2 separate regions of the Zea mays genome follow, and region 2 is linked to region 1. A link is a contact called in public Hi-C data. All regions are on one chromosome and are shown on one strand. The core of a region is the stretch at or near the end of the contact, and the rest is flanking DNA. Distances in the headings are between cores, read along the strand shown. Region 1 holds the start of LOC103645263 (formin-like protein 3). Region 2 holds the start of LOC100191997.

Region 1 (2,973 bases), core at 326-2,825:
ATATAGTAAAATTCTCCATGCATACCATAGATCCTGTCAAGAAACTCCAGTAGTCCATCAGGAGGCCTCTTGTAGAAGAATCTACTAAGAAGTGACATTTCATGTGAATGAAGAAATGTCGATATAACTGCTCAGGATTTTTTTTGTGTTGGTGGGCAAACTGCACAGGATTTCTAGGTGCTATCTCAAAAGCACTGCAAAAATAGATTGATTTCAAAATAACCAACTATAAGGTGTAAGGGTGTGACAATCATATCTGAAAATTGGAATGCAGTATTCTGGTTGGTCATTTTAACTGTCACATGTAAGGATGTGATTATAATTACTGAAAATCGGAGTGCAGTATGTCTGGTTAGTTAGTCACTTTATCAATTTAATATTATAATTGCTAGCAGAGGTCAGATTAGTGAAAGAATACTTGGGAGATAAGTGGATTGTGGATACAACTATAGCAACTGGCCTTGCTTGTCACAAGGCCAACACTTTTTCCACTAGGATGTCATCACAGCGCTAAGCAAGGATGGAGCCATGCCAGCTCAATAGGGTTTGTTTTCATTATGACAACAGCATAAAACATTTAGGTATCAGCCAACTACAGAACAGGAAACTTCGAATGTATGTTAAGCTATCCTAACATTGTACCTTCTCTCCCATTCATGCACCCCTTACCAACCCCAACCAAATTGTTATGGACATATAGTTGCTGCAGACAAGCTATTTAGAGGATAAAATAAACTAATGGAAGTTCCAGATGTGTTCCTGTTGAGAACTCTCTATGTCACTGTGTATACTACCTTGTTCCAGTGCAGGGGCACTTGGTTGGGGAATGGGGATTCAGCTGAACCCCAAAAGGTGTTGGTGTTGGAAAATAAACTATAAACGCACCTGCGATTTAACTGCCATGTACCAAGAAGTCCTATGGAGTAAACCAATGACGACCTCATACGCTGAATAGGAACTTAACCAAATAAGCTAACCCAACCACTTGCGCAGCACACAAATCCACAACTAAGAATGGGGTGGATAGAAATCACTACTTGGTTTGAATAAGAGACAACCCAATTCTTATGACAAGAGTATTCCTATCCAAGTGAGCTTAGGATTTCTTACCAACAAAAATGGACAGAAAACCAACCAACGCCCGTGTGGATCTCCACTCCACTGCCCACGAGGAACGCCGCCGCCGAAGACGGGCAGCAGACTATGAGTGATGGGGGAGGGAGAGGACTGGCCGCGGGGGCGCGGGGCCGGGAAGCCTAGGTTGGCGCTCCTCGAAGCCGGGCAGCAGCCTACGAGTGGCGGGGAGGTAGGGGGCCCGGCCGTGGCGGGGCGCGCCGGCACCGGGAAGCCTAGGTGGGTGCTCCCCGAAGCCCAGCAGCAGACTACGAGCAGCGAGGAGCTAGGGGACCGACAGCGGAGGGGCGGGGTGGAGCGCGGCGCCGGGAAGCCTAGGTTTGGAGTGGGGGTGGAGGGGAAAATTTTGAGCTGGGAGGGAGAGGGGAGTGTTTTCTTCCTCGGTTTTTCGGGTGCGGCTTCTCTCTCGTCGCCGTACTCGTTGTGCGGCGCTGCAACTTGAATGAGTGATATGTGATGTGGGTTTGGCGTTTCGATCGGTCAGCAAACTCTAAATCCATAGGGCCTGTTTGGTTCAGCTTTTTTCTGACCAGCTTTTCTGAAAATCTGGCTGTGGGGAGAATCTGACTGTGGGGAAAATCTGAGTATAATTACGATTACGTGTGGAGGAAGATAAAGTTGTTCATAGGGCTCAGGATCTAGAAAGTGATGGATTCCTACTATTAGAACGACTCAACCGATTATTTGTCTATGTTGATTTTTGATGGTTTTTGCCCCAACAAATTTTATAGAAGCTGGCTAAAAAGCTGAGCGTTTGGCAGTCCGCAACAGCTTTTGGTGGCCAGAAGCTGCCAGAAGCCGAAACAAACAGGGCCATAGTCTACTAGTATAATATCCGTACGCAATTGTATTTCATATTGATTAGAAATAGTGAGGCCATAACCGCAATGCAATCAATGGTGAAACAAAATAAATCAGTTGTATAGACCCTTCTAAAAATACTAATAATAAATAAATTTAATATAAAAGTGAGCATATTGTCTATAGACCATATAATAAATTGATAAAAATAAATATTACAGTTTATTTTAGTTAAAAAACCAAAAAAGATGTAAGTTAAAAAAATCAATCCTTATTTTTATAGAGCTATCTGTGAACTAACGGGGTGTTACTATATGTATATGGCTTCCTTTCGTATTGGGCTTGGTAGCTTATCACGGTCTATATATGGTATAACAGCCTTGATAACTTATAACTCAAGACATTGACTCCATATAAACATATGGTATGACTACCGGTTTTAAAGACCCACAACTAGAGGTGGGCAAAAAAACTCGATACCCATTACTCGAACTATCCAAACCCGTATCCGATCTATCCGAACCCGAATTACCTAAACACTGGTTAGGATCCTGGGTCTGAAAACCCGAAATTATATTGGGTAAATCAACTAACATGTTTCGGTACTCGATTTCTCCGAGTCACCCGAAATTATATATTATTTGTCTCGGTCCCTAAACGGTCTTTGAGTCTGGTACAGTATGGAAGACAATCATGGTTGCCTCTTACTACCTTAATAATGAATAATTAAAAATACTTATAGGTAATGTTTGGTTCATATATTGGTAACGTAATGGATAATCGATAACGTTAAGTTATATTTGTTTAAGTCCAATCGTAATTGATGTCACTCTAGAAATAGGTACCGGCTAATTTAAATTTGTTACAACCAGTATTCGAGTGTGAATCATTACCATTACTATTTACGTTATATTTCGTGAACCAAACGACACCATAGTGGAAGACAATTGTGAAAGACAATCATGGGTGCCTCTTTGCATCTGGTACAATATGGAATAACGAATGTGGAAGCCTTTACCCTATCGTAAGGCTAATATG
Region 2 (3,023 bases), core at 148-2,647, 260 kb after region 1:
GATCTTTGTGTTTGTGTGCAATATTGACAATGCACTCATCAAAGGGGAGATTGCAAACACAAGGTTGGTATGTGTCCTTGTTAGTGATGAGTGATTGTCAATGGAGTAGTGTCTTAGGTTAGACTAACCTAGGTGTGAGTCGTTGCAACATGTCTTTTGGCATGTGGTGCACATGTGTGGAGTCTAGAGGTAGTGGTCTTGGTGAAGATGAAGGTAAAGGTCATGTGAATTTGCGTCAATGAAATCAGAGCAGTAAAGGACGAGCACTAGGACTTGACTAAGAAACTAGAAAAGTCAGGTAACTAGCTATGAAGGTTGACACTTGGGGACACCGATAGGTGCAAGAACATAGAGGAGAATTAAAGATAAAAATCATTAAGACATCTAATATAACAACAAGTCCACCTTATATTGATCATCAAACATAAAAATCATTAATTAAATGGGTCTTGATCCATTTTTCTTATACATGTCAACCTTGTGTTCGCAAAGATATAACAACGAGTCCACGTTCAAATAAAATATGTATTAAAACTATGGGCACACATGATTAGAGATAAAGATATAATTTCATATAGATACATATAATAAATAAGATAAGAACTAACACATCTTAATTAGTAGACCTTAAGTCGTGTTTGATTATGTATCAAGTCCTATTAAGACATCTAATAGGACTGACTATATAATGAATTCGGAGGATAGCCTATGTTGATTCAGGGCCCGTTCGTTTCTAGCGGTTTGAGCTGTTCCAGGCCTGGTTCTAGCCAGAACGAACTGGCCTGGTTTCAAATTTGGTGTAATCCATTACATGTGTTCGTTTTGATCTGAGCTGTAATGAAATCTGGCCAGCTTGATTCCCCCCCCCCCCCACTCCATAGCCTGACATCGATCCCTGCCTCATCCCCTCCGGAACGCATCCGACCACGACGCGCGACGCATGATGCCCAGAAGCGGTAGCATGAACAGTCTTCTCCCATCCTAGGTTACCGAACAAGTGAAAAAGTGTTCCAGGCAAAAGTATTTTGGTTGGTTTAGTTCTGGGCTGGAAAGAGTGAAATAGTCGGATGCACTAAATCCTGGCATGGAATGGTTCTTGGTCTGGAATTGTTCTAGTGCTGCCGAACGGGCCCTCATTTATTTCCAGGTGTTTGGTCAGACAGACAGAATTACTGTTACGTAACGTCCAATGAGGCAATGACTGTTCATACTGTCGGGCCTGTGGAGTGTGGACTACTGTTCTGAGCAAGCATGTGGTCTCTACTCTCTAGCAAGACCTGATCCAGTCGACCAGTCATAGTAGAAACGCCACCAGTTTCAGCTCCCCACCAAACACCGGCGCGCGCCTGCCTATATCATTATCAGGTCAGCTATGGACCTTCCACCACTCCCCAGCAGTTGGAAACCTGCCATATACATCCATCCTTCACATAGCTCCGATCCAGGTCCAGCTCCACCAACCCGGAAGCAGCAAGCCTCTTGTCTCCTGCACGTAACTCCAGCCTCCAGCGCCACACGTACACCTCCGCCGGATCGGAAGAAGATGGTGTCGCCTACGGAGCCGCAGGCCGAGACGACGGTGTTCCGCTCGACGCTTCCGGACATCGCCATCCCGGACCACCTCCCGCTCCACGACTACGTCCTGGAGCGCCTGGCGGAGCGCCGCGACCGCGCGTGCCTCATCGACGGCGCCACGGGCGAGACGCTCACGTTCGGCGACGTGGACCGCCTGTCACGCCGCGTCGCGGCCGGGATGCGCGCCTGCCTCGGCGTCCGCAGCGGGGGCACGGTGATGCTGCTTCTCCCAAACTCCGTGGAGTTCGCACTCGCGTTCCTCGCGTGCTCCCGCCTCGGCGCCGCCGCCACCACGGCCAACCCGCTCCACACCCCGCCCGAGATCGCCAAGCAGGCGGCGGCCTCCGGCGCCACCGTCGTCATCACCGAGCCGGCTTTCGTCGGCAAGGTGCGGGGTCTTGCCGGCGTCGCCGTCGTCGCCACCGGCGACGGCGCAGAGGGCTGTGTCTCGTTCTCCGACCTCGCCTCCTCCGCCGACGATGGCTCGGCGGCGCTGCCTGAGGCGGCGGCGGCGGCCACGGCCATCGACGTGGCGAACGACGTGGTCGCGCTGCCGTACTCGTCCGGCACGACGGGGCTGCCCAAGGGGGTGATGCTGTCGCACCGTGGGCTGGTGACCAGCGTGGCGCAGCTCGTCGACGGCGACAACCCGAACCTCTACTTCCGGGAGGACGACGTCGTCCTCTGCGTGCTGCCCATGTTCCACGTGTACTCGCTGCACTCCATCCTGCTGTGCGGGATGCGCGCCGGCGCGGCCCTCGTGATCATGAAGCGCTTCGACACTCTCCGCATGTTCGAGCTGGTGAAGAGGCACGGCATCACGATCGTGCCGCTCGTGCTGCCCATCGCGGTGGAGATGGTCAAGAGCGACGCCATCGACCGCCACGACCTCTCGTCGGTGCGCATGGTCATCTCGGGGGCCGCGCCCATGGGCAAGGAGCTGCAGGACCTGCTGCGCGCCAAGCTCCCTCGCGCCGTGCTCGGACAGGTGTGCCTGCCTTCTGCCTAGCAGAACACGAAAGTTCCCCTCCAGCTCGCTAGTCGTGGCTCGTGAGTTGACGACTAATTAAGCCGCGTTGAAACTTGACTAATCGTTTGAACAGGGTTATGGGATGACAGAGGCAGGCCCGGTGCTCTCGATGTGCATGGCGTTTGCCAAGGAGCCGTTGCCGGTGAAGTCCGGTGCCTGCGGCACGGTGGTGAGGAATGCCGAGCTAAAGATCATCGACCCGGAGACCGGGCTGTCCCTCCACCGCAACCAGCCCGGGGAGATTTGCATCAGGGGCAAGCAGTTGATGAAAGGGTACCTCAACAACCCGGAGGCAACGGCGAAGACCATCGACTCGGAGGGGTGGCTGCACACCGGAGACATTGGGTACGTCGACGACGGCGACGAGATCTTCATCGTCGATCGGCTCAAGGAGCTCATCAAGTACAAGGGGTTCCAA

Evidence for each region. Hi-C and Micro-C count contacts between places; a contact is called where the count stands out from the background.
Region 2: a contact with region 1 is called in a Hi-C map of ear, with 2.8 times the contacts expected there. The contact joins the promoter of LOC100191997 here to the promoter of LOC103645263 in region 1. A contact is called at or near these places in 2 of 25 Hi-C or Micro-C datasets (ear and leaf).

The regions. Positions count from the first base shown.
Region 1 is chr1:214,650,813-214,653,785 of Zm-B73-REFERENCE-NAM-5.0, forward strand. LOC103645263 (formin-like protein 3) reads right to left here and starts at 1,576. Exons shown (of 21, transcript XR_004855476.1): 1 at 1,111-1,576; 2 at 26-194.
Region 2 is chr1:214,914,209-214,917,231 of Zm-B73-REFERENCE-NAM-5.0, forward strand. LOC100191997 reads left to right here and starts at 1,398. Exons shown (of 4, transcript NM_001365506.1): 1 at 1,398-2,563; 2 at 2,679-3,023. The coding sequence starts at 1,544.